Linked DNA regions of Sparus aurata: region 1 is linked to region 2. A link is a contact called in public Hi-C data. All regions are on one chromosome and are shown on one strand. The core of a region is the stretch at or near the end of the contact, and the rest is flanking DNA. Distances in the headings are between cores, read along the strand shown. Region 1 holds the start of rubcn (rubicon autophagy regulator). Region 2 holds the start of rnf13 (ring finger protein 13).

The links. Hi-C and Micro-C count contacts between places; a contact is called where the count stands out from the background.
Region 1: a contact with region 2 is called in a Hi-C map of an unstated tissue, with 6 times the contacts expected there. The contact joins the promoter of rubcn here to the promoter of rnf13 in region 2. A contact is called at or near these places in 2 of 2 Hi-C or Micro-C datasets (skeletal muscle and an unstated tissue).

The regions. Positions count from the first base shown.
Region 1 is chr11:18,946,637-18,953,246 of fSpaAur1.1, forward strand. rubcn (rubicon autophagy regulator) reads left to right here and starts at 2,007. Exons shown (of 22, transcript XM_030433159.1): 1 at 2,007-2,266; 2 at 4,461-4,614; 3 at 5,372-5,455. The coding sequence starts at 2,229.
Region 2 is chr11:18,811,136-18,818,081 of fSpaAur1.1, forward strand. rnf13 (ring finger protein 13) reads left to right here and starts at 4,835. Exons shown (of 10, transcript XM_030434031.1): 1 at 4,835-5,071. LOC115590933 (a long non-coding RNA gene) reads left to right here. Exons shown (of 3, transcript XR_003985858.1): 2 at 2,257-2,378; 3 at 3,110-4,378. It overlaps LOC115590932 (protein ANKUB1), which reads right to left and starts at 2,342. Exons shown (of 6, transcript XM_030432417.1): 1 at 2,228-2,342; 2 at 1,758-1,901. The coding sequence starts at 2,317.

The DNA of each region.
Region 1 (6,610 bases), core at 757-3,256, 130 kb after region 2:
TATCAGTGTATTGTATCAGAGGTTGTCTGCTGAACTGCTGCTTGCAAGCTCTCCTCAGAGAAATGTACAGCTGTGTGTGTGTGTGGGGGGGGGCACAGTGTTTTAAATTACTTTCAGAGAGTTATGAAATACAATCTCAAAGATTTCACCCTTTGCTCAAAAAAAAAATGTCACTAGTATGATATGGTTAGTTCCACAGAATGTCAAGTGTCACTTCATGTCACTCAGGACAGGGAAGGAAGTCTTGTGTAAGCACAGCGGTCATTTGTGCTCTGTAGGAACTGCTCACTCTGTGTGTGTGTGTGTGTGTGTGTGTGTGTGTGTGGGCTATGCAGGGACAATTACTCACCAGTCTGTCATACACAACCACGCCCAGCAATTACTGTTGATGGGATTTACTGTAAGAGCCAGACACTGCTGACTCCCTACTGCCATCAAGCGATGCAACTGGTTCAGGCCAATAGAGTCCATTGAGACGAGCGATAACTCCAGACTGTGGTGCCATCTTGTGGGTTCGACATGGAAGTGCCTGCCAGAGTGGAAGGAACAGATCAGGGGTTACCGCTCATTAAAATACCTGGTCTTTTATCACACGGCACAGGATGTCAATGAGCTGTTTGATTGTCAGTTATCTCCCATAGAGCTACAGGTTTGGCAGCAGGCCTCCACCAAAAACTGCTTATCTGTATAACCATAGTCACGTAGGTTCAGTGCTTAATAAATGTCATATTTTTCAAGATCAAACTGCAAACTTGAGAGTAGCAGATCCATCTAGAATGTTATCAGTTACACTGGTGCTTTACCTGCCATGACAAATTAATTCAATGTTATTGATACAGCCAGAAATCACAGCCATGTTTTGTGTCAGTGGGCTTTACAATCTGCAAGGTGAATGACGCCCTCAGTCCTTAGACCCTCAATTTGAGTGAGGAAAAACGTCACATAATGAAAAGAAAAAAACACTTATCAGGGGAAAAAAGATGGACGAAGAGCCACAGAGGAGGGATCCGTCTCCTAGGATGGACAGACATGCAATAAACGTGAGCTGTACAGAACTGAATAACATCACACAGTTTATAAATTTAATTGGCAGAATATCTGATACAAGTAAATTATAGAAAATATATGTGAAGAATGTGGATCCATGGCATATTCATTTTTTTTTTAAATCAATTCATTATATTTTTATTCAGTTTTGTGTCCACATGTTACTGTATGGTTTGGTGTTCAATGCAAGCTGTTTATAAAGTTGCCTGAAACTACTGAGCAGGCCAAGGCATCGACAAGAGGTGCGCGAGCCACACAACCTCCATCAACTGTGGCGGCCTGGAAGAGGACAGGCCACTCAAGATCGTTAGCCAAACAAAACAAATATCAGAATGTATAATATTTTTTGTTACGTTGATGATGTTCCATCAGGGCCCGAGAGTATGACAGTCCAGCAGGAGCCAGGAGAGAGAGGTTGCCGTAGGGGCTGTGGTCCAGCAGAAGTTTCAATTTTGAGGTACTTACACTTGATTTTTTCATTTTCAACATTCCAAGAAAATATTAAACTATTTACTCACTTTATCAATCGAAGAACTTTAGTTACCTTTCAAATTATTAGCTGCATTTGAGCAAATTAGGCCATAGTTTAATGAACTTATTCTTTTTGATCAACAATAAGATAAAAAACAAAATACAAGTATGTATGTATGTTTGTATGTTGTATACAGGCCTGGCTTATATGATATTTAAGAACATTTAATATCAAATACTTTTTAAACTTTTACCAAATTTACATTTTGCCACAATATCTTGACTTCTACTGGAAAATCAACTGTGGGTACTTTGCACAACACTGGAGGTGAATGGTGGACATCACATTACATTTAATGAAAGATCACAGGAGGCCGACAGGAGCAGGGTGAAGCAGTAGTGTCGAGGTCGGTGTGAGTGTAGGAGTCACCTTCCTCCAGCAGGTGGCAGTGATGCGACACTGAGGACGCCAGCCGCCGTCCAACCCTCGTGAAGAAGGACGACGCCACCGCCCACTGGCTCATGCGGCCTGCACTGTTTTGATTCACAGCTCGGACAGGCAGGGCAGACATGGCAGAAGACTGGAAGTCCGGGTGACTCTTTCAAGCTGCCCTGTTGCTGGGTTAAAACACCGCTTTCCCTTCATAAGACAGACGTAGTTATCGGGGAAGCTGGCAGCTTTGTACGGTACTCGATTCCGGCCCGATGACATGGAGATCTCGGCAGAGGGAGAGGCGGAGGAGCTCAGGTGAGAGTGACAGCCGGGGCTGGGCTGCTTAACTTATCCGGCTATCTGGGTTAAGAGCGACTGTGGTTATATAAACAACACAACTTAGAAACCGTACCACTCAGAGTCCACTCGCTTGTTAAACAATGACGACAAGAAACGATTTTTCGAGCTGCAACTCACTTAAACTGAGCTGTTCTTGTAATGTTAAGGAGCTAGCTAGATAGACAGCTATAGCAGCGGTGGATTACCGACGCCGGAGTGCTAGCGTTAAAGCTAGGCTATGCTAACATGACATATCAGGGTTTGACAGCTTCTACTGGACAACATTATCTGCGATGTTTGTCAACCTGGCTATTACGAAAGTTCAGCTGATTGTCTAATTACTGAACGTTTTGTCTCATCAAAGGAATCCGCATATGTTTTGGCCAACCGCGAGAGCCATTAGCATTAATAGTGCAAACTGTTAATGCTAGCTATCTCCGAGCTAGGCTAGGTTGTGTTAGCGACTGAAGCTAGCAGTCAGGTGACATTGCGATGTGTCGCTGATTCTGTTGTGTAGTTTATTCACAACCTGTTAATGGAAATAATACAACGAACACGTTCCCAATAAGCACCCGAAGTTATTACATTATTAGCATTTGTTAACACGACTACTTGAAGTTTGTTGCTGGGAGGAAATGCTGCATAAGAACACTCAGTTTCTACCGAATTAGCTGTTACAACAGACCTAACAGTGAACAGTACACATACACTATACGTACTGGTTCAATATCAGCAGCGTGTGCAATGTATCAGTAGTATGAGGGCTTGTGATACACGTGTAAACACACACACACACACACACACACACACACACACACACACACGCGCACACTAAACAGAAAGAAAACAATCCTTAACCTCAGCAACCTCGCTGAGCCTTGTAGAATTTCATGCCATGATGTCCAACACACACACACACACACACACACACACACACACACACACACACACGCGCACACTAAACAGAAAGAAAACAATCCTTAACCTCAGCAACCTCGCTGAGCCTTGTAGAATTTCATGCCATGATGTCCAACACACACACACACACACACACACACACACACACACACACACACACACACACACACTCAAAGTGTGGACCATGTTGTCTAACATTCAGCCTCCCTCTTTCCATGTTCCATGATGTGATTTGATTAGTTAGCTTAGTAGCTGAACTCGTGATGTAGCTGCTTTTATATATAAAGACAGGCTTGTTGTGTTGATACGTGTGCTATTTGTGCCTTTCATTCTAACATTCTGTTTTCACTGTCTGAGGTGATGATTTAGACTTCAATACATTAAGTTAAGAAGCTGACTCTTATATATTATAATGCATTAAAGCACACACCACATGTTTAAATAAAATGTAATGTATCAAGTTAAATTGTCCCATATTCAGAATACACCCACAAGTGTTTGTGCAGTGTCACAGGGCAGTTTTTGTCCTGTTGCTGCAGTTATGTGACAGGTTTTCAATGGCGTTTGGTTTGACTGCTGACTTCGGGGGAAAGGAGGAGCATATGAGCCAGAGCTTTATGTCTCTGAGAGAATGTCCCCTTATGTAATTTTCCTATATTTCAGACACTTTTGATACAACAGTGTTTCATAGCTATATCCTAAAGATAAGATTTGACTCTCTGAGAAAAGGACTTGCAACTTGCTGCCATGTGGATCAATGCCAAGTGGCTCCATATCAGCAGTTGTGGTTGGTTATATGGTAAATCAATGTTGAGACTTCCCTTGCTTGAAAGAAATAACTTTAAAGCTACTACTGAGCACACACTTGAGCTCAGTACGCTTCTAAGTTAAATTAATAAGGACAATAACGGATAATGATTAAAATTATAATTGCCTGTGCTTTGCTAACTGGCAGACTCTTCTTAACATCTTGTTTATAGGGAAGGAGTGGGACAGTGTCTGTTTAGGCTAAGATGTGGCGATACTGCCATCACATTAATTGATGTCAGCACTCCTTGTCAGTGACTGAGCTCAGTGTATAGCTATGTTATTGTAACTAAAATGCTGAAAACTCGATTTTTGATTACAGGAAAAGTGTTTTTGTTCACGTGAGTCACTGCTAACACCAGCATTTCTTTACCTCCTTCCTCATTCCTAAACTTCCCTCGTCTCCACCCGCCTCCTCCATCCTGCTGCACTATTTTCCTGACAGGAAGGAGCACTGGAAGCTGCTGTCCAGCCTGAAGACCACGGTGGAGGGTCTTTTGTCCACCAACAACCCCAATGTGTGGTCTCGTTACGGCGGCCTGCAGCGCCTCCACAAGGACATGAACAACATCCTGAGCCATGGGCTGAAGAATGAGCAGGTCAGAGCTCAAGAGATCTGACTTGTATTTATTTGTTTTTAATCCAGTCTCTAAGCAGATAACTGATCACTTTCTGCCAGTTCTGGAAGATTTGCAGGCCAATGCTAGCATTTGTAAAAGTTTGCCCTGAAAATCTGCATGGTTGGTCAGTAGAAACAACCTGTGTTTGAACATGAAGGAGTCCTTGATTCAAGGTGTGTCCCATAACCCCACAATACTGCACTGTCAGACAAAAAACTGCAATATCAGTTCTTTCATTTTTCCCATATGAGCCATATTACACCTGTAACAACCCATTTCTACTTTGGTGGGAAGAGAAGGCCAGCTTTATTGCTCTGAAATAAGTCTGTAAATGCCTAGACTTTTAAACTCTTGATACAAAAGTAGGGCTGCAGCTAAAAATTCTTCTCAGTGTTTTTTTGTTTAGTCTATAAATGTAAAACAAATAAAATACTCATCACAATTTCACATAGGCCAGGTTTGATGTCTTTAAAAAAAAAGAAGAGGGTGTAAAAGCAAGGTCTTGTGCTCAAAGGCTGGGAAGAGCAAATGTGTGATATTTTTGCTTAGAAAATGATTAAATGAGTATCAAACTGGCTGGGAACCATTTTTGTCTTTTATCCAATAATCGTTGCAGCACAACATCAGACAGGTATTACCAGCCATTACCCGTTGACTTTCATAACAGCTGATTGTGTTTGCTGAAGCTGTTGTTCACTGGAACTGGGTGGTGCTAACAGCTGGGTTTGTGTTGCAGGTGTACTACAAGCAGAGAGACTACTGGCCGTTTGTGTGGTGCGTCCGCTACATCAGCCCCCACCTCGCATCGCACGTCGAACAGGTGAGGATGCTGCCAGTCATGTGCAGTGTTGTTTTTAAACATGTTGACTCAGAACACTGTTTTTATCCCCCTTTCATTTATATCCCATGTAACAGTGTGAGGTAGACTCACCTAGAGCTGTCAGATTGTGAACTGACTTTGCAGATTTCATCATGTTATCAGCAAAACTTGCATGAGAATATGGTGTGTGGCACTAAACAAACTCTCAGGCAAGTCTATACCAACTGAAAGTAATGAGTGTCCATTGAGCAATTAATGTTGGGGACTAGACAAATGCGGTTACAGTAAAGTAATCAGTATTGCATGTGTCGCTCCCACATAAAGAAACAAACAATGACAGCAGTTGTAAAGCTGACTGTGATGAGCCATAAATGTGATTATAAAATCTTCCCACACATTTCTTCTGGAATGTATCAGTCCTAGGCACAGCAGTTTTATTTGTCTCCTTATCACGAGGCAGCTTGTTGCCTGGTTTGTTTCAAAGCTTAAATCAGTGTTGGCATTTTTGAGAACCTTTCAGGTTCCATATTTACTGCAGGGGGGGAGGAGAGGGGGAGCGCTGGTGTGTTTCAGTTCTTTAATTCATATTTAGGCACAGCAAACGTTTGATTCAATCTGATAATTCAATCTGATGGTCAGATGTCCTCAATTTCAGGAGAACATAGTGTTCTCTCTAGGGTTGTGGAAGATTTACGTGCATGTTTGGTTTTTGTTGACCTAAGTTAATATTACATTTTCCATTAAATACTGTTTCACGTCATTTTTGACCATTATTATTGTGATAACAGTGTCAAAAAGATGTAATAGCGAGGGCAGATGATAATGAGCAACACCCAAGCTTTAAGACAAAACTTGCTAAAGAAGTCCATTTGGGACCAACCACATCTGTTGAATCTATTAAATGTCGTTTAGTTAGGTTTGATGCTTTTTATTAGAATTAGAAAATTCATCATCATGTCAGCACTAGCCTAGGTGGTTAGTTTGTAACTCACATTATCCATATACTGCTTATTGTTATATTTTGGCATTGGCAAATTCATTTCATTGCTCCACCAGCCGCTGTGGCAGGAAACTGACTCATTTATCTGTTAATTGTGTGTGACAAAACCTGTTTGAGAGTGAACATGGGTAGTATGACACTCTTAAACTGCTTGC
Region 2 (6,946 bases), core at 3,585-6,084:
CACATAACTTTGTAAATTTCAAAAACTTATGCACCAATTTAGTAAACAACAATTTATATTTGCATTATAACTAATGCAATTGGTTCATTAAACATATTTGTGGTTTTCACAGTAAAAAAACAAACTTTTTCTACTCTGATTTTATGTTATTTTGTGATTTTAGGTCCATAGTGTTAATATAGTACCTTAAAATGAAAAAATAACTGTACAGTCACACATGTGAGGTTGTGCTAAAAATAATTACACCAAGGCAACTATTTAAGGCAATGTAAATAGTTTTTAAGGTGAAATATAATGGTATAATCAAAAGTAGTCAAAAACAGCCAATTATATCCCTGACGTCCCACCTTCAAACACAGCCTCATTTGGCCATCCATGAAAAAGCTACTTAACCTCCCACTTTTCTTTAGGAAAACATGCTTCCTACGGGCAATGCACTAGTCATCTTTAAAGAACTTTAAAATGCAAAGTTCAAGTCAGAAGTACAAGTTAATTTCACATTTTATATTTTAGTTCATTAAATGCATTTAATTGGTTTGCAACTAGCACCACGATTTGTAGTAACAATTAACTCACAATAAAATGTTTTTGCAATAAATAGTTTATTTTTTTTATTTCACTTGCTTTTCTTTAATGTAAATATAGCAAAAGTACGTACTGCACAAGCAAAGAGCAAAGAGGACTTTGCTGCCATCTTGTGGTTGACATTATTTATCACATAAAATCAAGTGCCACATTTGATTATTTAAAAGACTGAAATGAAGTGTATGCAGTGAAATGTGGAGATAACTGCTGGGGAAAATCCAGAGCCTGGAGGGATTTTTGCAATGTGGATTTTAACAAAAACTCTGTAGGTAATTTACCATCTTGCACACAAATGATTTTCGGCTGAATACATGTTGATAAGAACACATTTGAGAGCCAATGGTGACCTGTTAAAGTGGACAAAGATGTGAAATGTCAAAGTGGCTCAGATTGAAGACATAAGTCCGGAGAGTGAAAGTGGGCCAAAACACTATACAGCCTTTAAAAAACAACAATTTTTATGAGAGGGTGTTAAATGATAACAAAAGCTGGAAAGGGACACACACACACACACTTACCACCGTCAACTTTTACACAAGGTTGCATGGTGATGACTCTGGAATGTGTCCCAATACTAAAAACTGAGTAATGGGGCAAACTAAAGATCTCAGGCTGCCATAAAGTCATTTCCCTCCAAGCTGCTGCTCACATGGGAACATCTTGTTCTCTATTATTGCAGCAGTCTGAGACAAATTCCCTCACTTTAAAAAGGATGTCTTTGATGAGGAATAATCCCACGTAATGAATATGCATGCAGTAAAAGACTCATTTTAGCTGCCCTGAAGTGGAGAGATTAAAGATAATGTGTATTTTGGAAGTGAATTATCAGTGATGTACTGTACATGGTGAGTGAGGGGATTTCACCAAACAGTCCCAGCATACATCTCCTGTCGTAGCAAACGTTTGTACCATTTCCAGAGGGAGAAGTTGTCTTTAACATCTACTCCGTAACATTTTGTTTTTTTGCAAATAAAAGTATATTTTATTGCCAATACTGCACTGCAATCATCTGTTTATGTAAAGCATTTTAAAAACTGCCTCCAATGTTTTAGGCCTTAAGCAAAGATGCACTTCAGCATCCTCTCTCAGTGTGCATCGTTGTAAGCTGATTGTGTTTGTCTGCAAATCCCAACTCGGCTCCAAATCTCCAAACCCCTTTGATGTTATAATACCTTTATCAGGCATCGGATGGCACTGCCACTTGTGATGCCCACGTCGCACAGAGCCCAGTGGTCCTGCAGCGCTGCACCCCCGTAGCTTAGCTCCAGGTACTGCCAGACCTGCTTGTCTTCAGAGAGCTGCACAAGAAAAGTTTCCTACATAGGTGACAGTATGGAAGTTCATGGAGCCGAGTTCTGACCAAGCGACTAAGCATGTGATAAATCATGTTCAGCGTCTGTCATCTGCAATCATTTCTGGACATGTAAAATAATATCTAACATAACTGGTCATTTCTATTTTTAGTGCATGCACACACAAATACATACAGTATGACAAATCATTTTGCAATTCCAAATGCCAAACAGGATGCCAAAGATGTGATAAATCCATCAACTTTTCTCTTTTCCATTTGTGAAATGTTCAAATCATCAGGCTGATTTTCAAATGCTGTAAAAACTTGTCAAGGAATCAACGTCCTTACCTTTACCATCTGCTTTACGGCCCCCACAGTCAAATCAGGAGGGACGTCAAAAGGATCACAGGAGCCCTCGAAGCAGATGAGGACTCTCATGGTCAGGACATCCGTCCTCCGTCTGTTTGGCTCCTCTGTGGTGCTCTGGTTGGACAGGGAAGTGAGTGTGTGCTGTTTCTTCAGAAGCAAAGTCATTGTTGAGAGGGCGGCAGGAGTTGAGTGGGGAGGGTTTGTGAAAGCACAAAACTCTGCAAAGTGGTATCTCACAAGTCAACAAATACAAAAAAAGGCTATGAAATGTAAATCATTTTATCATAGAAGTTGATCAACCTTTTTTTTTAAATTTAGTTTATCCATTTGGGTTTTGAAATAGTTTCTTTATTCATTAGATAAGCTGAGATTCATTCAAATTTTATTAATAGGAACATATATTAATTGTGCAAGAAATGAGGACAAAATAGGTTAGAAAATGTAAGAAAAAAAAATGTTCGTCTTCGTATTGAAAAAAAAAAAAATCTCAAACTACACCTGTGATTGGCCGTGGTATAAGCCTACATTATAAATAGGCTTTATGTTATTTCTCTCTCTCTGGGTTGTATAAAGGCACAGTCAAAAGTGCAGTTTAGTATCTATTTATCACGACAAGTCTTAAATGACTTATAAGAGACAGAAAAAATATGCAAAAATCATATCAGAAATCACACAGTGTCAGTTTCTCGGTTTACATTGTAACCCGGAAGGAAGAAAGTCATCTCAGCGTTTGTAGACATGTAACACCCCGTTTTGCCTTGAATAGTCACAAAGTTCAAATGTAGCTATAAACTTCTTATCTGAAAGAGACATTACACAGCAATACAACACAGTGCTAAACCAGTTTTATTTGTGACCTAGGTTGGAAACGTCGCCCGACCCCAGAACAGTCCTACGTCACCTCTACGCTCTGCCTTTCATTAAGGAACAAAAGGACTACCCACTGTTTTCACACTGTGTTGAAGGAGCGGTACAACAATTTGAAATGTTCTTTGAAAGTTTTACAGAGGTCTGCTAATTTGCATTTGACCTTTTTAAAGTCTGAAGCTGTCACATTGTTTTTGTGTTCAGACTTGGCTCAGAGCAAACAGTGACTCGCTTGTTAAGATTCAAGACCCGCAAGTTGTGATGATTATTTTTTTTCTTGCACAAGTTAGAACACAAATGAAATCTAAATAAAGAAATGTAGATGAATGTTGTGTAATCTATTAACAGAAATCCAAGAGAGGCATACCATCTTCACAGTATGTTGTTGTAGCAGAGCACTCCTGCTACTTGTTCCCACCCTAAACTATTAAATTTGAGTCTGTTCAAGTTTAAAGTTTTTTTTTTATTCTGTTATTTGAATAGCGCTTTTATTCTCCATTTTTCTGAGAGTACATCATTTGCACACGTTAAGATTCACAGGTGCACAGGAGAAGACCGAAGCCTGATAACCTGATGAAGATCCAAGTACCGGAACATGTTGTCATTAAACTTGAGCACGTGAAAAGAAATAATTATTAGCAAAGAAATGTAATGGAAATTAAATGAAAATTAAAATGCACAAATTAAGACATGTTCCCTTTACTTTCCCTAAGAGTTTTAATACAAAGATCTTCATGTACTGTAATCTTGATAACTTGCAACAAGCTATCAGAGTATTACCGTATTACTAACTGTATGTTATGCTGTTTGTAATGATATAAATCTGTATTCTACACAAGTGTTGTTGTGTGCTGAATCCCACAACTGTAATTTAACAATATTCTAGCAAATAGACTTGGAAACAAAACGTTTTTTATACATGTTGCATTTGTGTTTTCTGGTGTGGTTTGAGTCACCTTAGCCTGCTGTGAATGGGTAATTTAAGTGTTCAAACAGTTTTAAATTGTTCTTTGTAAAGTGGTGGGTTTATTCATAGATTACCTACATATCTTGTGGCAATCCCTTTTTAATGCATGACTCTACAGTTACCCCTCTTATAGTGCAGCTTGACTCCACATGATTCATTTTGTTTGATTTCTTATTTGTTGGTTTATGAGATTACCGTACATTTAATTCCATCTCTCCTGTATGGCCTGTATTTAAACATATTCCCTAGTTTCCAATTTTTTTCATGTATTGTCAATAAAATCTATGTTTTCGTTATTGCAGTCTCAGTTTCCAGTTTGTTCTGGGTCTTGTGTATTGGATATACCTTGTTCACATATGTATAAAGTCTTGAAAACATGGACTGCAATAGTTAGAGACCCCCTAAAAAGAAGTGCACATCATTTACTATAGAGGGTGCTAGAGGTTAAGTAGTATTAGCTGTTTCAAGACTTTAAGGGGGAGATCGACATTTGTGCGGATGAAAAGGGGCATCCACTTTTTCGACTTTAAAGATGCAGTTTCTTTAAATATCCCATTCTGCTGCCACTTAACTCCTAATGCACTGTTGCATCTCCAGTAAAGCTCTAAATAGAGGCTGGCTGCTTGGCTCAGGGAGTTCATGCGACTGTAAAAGGCAGCAAATGGTTGTGTGTGTGTGCCATCACGTGGATATGTTTACGTCTGGGGTCACTTCCGGAACGGCATTGATTGGCAGACGATTCGTCCAATCAGAGGTCGGCTGCAGAGCGGCGCGTGTGGCGGAAGTTTGCGCTCTCATGAAGGCAGCTGCTAGCGGAGAGGATTAAACTGTAACGTTTTATGATCATATTCTCGGACCAAACGGGATGAAGTGCACCCAAAAGCTTCGCTGTCGTGCATTGTCCTTGACGCGACGCATGGTAAAGGAGAGCGATGTCACTGCCAGTAGCTAAATTCCCGGACAAGATAAACCTACAGGCAGAAATAAAGGTAAACACCCACGACAAGGCTGCTAGCTAGCCGTGCTAGCATCATGCTAACACGGGAACAGGACGCTCTGTTTTTGTAGCTAGCTGTACACGTTTTAGGGTGTCTGCACACCAAACCACTGATTCATTTATGGGTGTGACTGCACCCCAAAGATCTGTAGCTAACTCTGATTGGTTGACATTAACGACACTGCCTATATTCGTCAAGAAATGTTTTCGTGTGTAAACCGTAGCTACACATTGACCTATGAGATTGGGTTGAGAAAGTTTTTTTCTGATTTCCTTCCTTTGGTCATTGTCAACAGCATGTTTTGATATTTGGTGTCCCCCACCCCCCAATAATCACATCAGTTTTGGCATGTAGCCATCTCACTATTACCTCATAGTGTATATTAGTAACTTTGGTCATCAGCAGTCATTTGATGTTAAGTCATCCTCGGCTTGAAGTTATTATGAGCTTTCACTTCCCCTTTGGTTCTTTGTTACATACAAGACCTTTTATATGGTCTGTTTAAGTGACATGTCTGTGCCACGTAGCTTGTGTATTTCATGAAAAAACGCGTTTCAATATTTGCATTTGAGTCACAAATGTGAGCGAAGTTACACCGCGGAGGTCATTTAAAAACATAACTGCTCTTTGAAGACATGTTTGTAATCCTCTACATCTCTTCTGTGTCATTTTGGTGCAAATAAAGGGTTGGGAGAAAAGATGATGTAAACTACAGTATACTGTCTTGTATACTGTAGTTCTCCATGGCTATTTGCAAATTAGTGGTAGGACTGTTATAATGCTATATTTACTCAACAGTGTCTTACTAGGAGTCGACATATATGACTTTTTTGATACAGATTATAGGAAATCAAGGAGACTGAAAACTGATATTTGGAATCGATATTAACTTGCTGTAAAAATGAAGATCTTTGCGTCACCATTTTAAACAACCACTGCAATTTCCTCAAGAACTGTTTATATGTACAATTCTGTGGTACTTAACCCTCTGCTATTTCATACTTCCTCTCCTCTACTTTTATTTGACACACTTAGTTTCTAGGTACTCTGCAGAGTTATATTACCCTTTTGTATACAGGCTATTAATTGTGACATGTTACCGATCAGATACTGTTGTGGGCGGGACATTGTGGGAGGACGTTGCATCAAAGCCGAAGTAGCACATTTTGAAATTGGTTTATGTTATCTGCAATTGGACGGAGAAACCACTGATACCGACAGTTGGAAAAGGGCAAAATATCAGCCCTGATAGTTGGCCACGTTCAATAATTGGTCTACCCCATGGTAGTACCATGATTTAAATCTGATTAAAAGACTTATTCCCATATAGTATTCTATGTGCGAACATTTCACATCTTGCGTTCACATTGCCATTGTTTTGATAGATATTTAATTGTGATAGAATTCATGATTTGTGGGAATGATAATTTTTACATCACTGAAAAGATTTGAGATCAAAATCCTGTAACGTGTAACATTTGTTGTGGTCTGTGCTAGGAGTAGACTGATTATCGGCACTGTCCAATTATCTCATGCAAAATCCCACCCACAACACATCACAATTTAATAGCCTATAAACAAAAAAATGATATGGATATGTAAAGGAACTAGTGACAGTCAAATATCGGTATTGAATATTGGTTATCGGCCTCCTTGGTTTCCAATAATTGGTATCAGCCCTAAAAAAAATCAGATCGGTCGGCCCTAGTCTGTACCAAACAATTCTTTTTACATAGGTAGAAAAAGATTTGTAGACCATGACATCTCTGCAACACCACAGTAATTCAATATATCTAAAAATGCAAAATATATACATTTCCTAGGATAGTGGGAAATTTATATTATCTGCTATGTATTGATATTGGT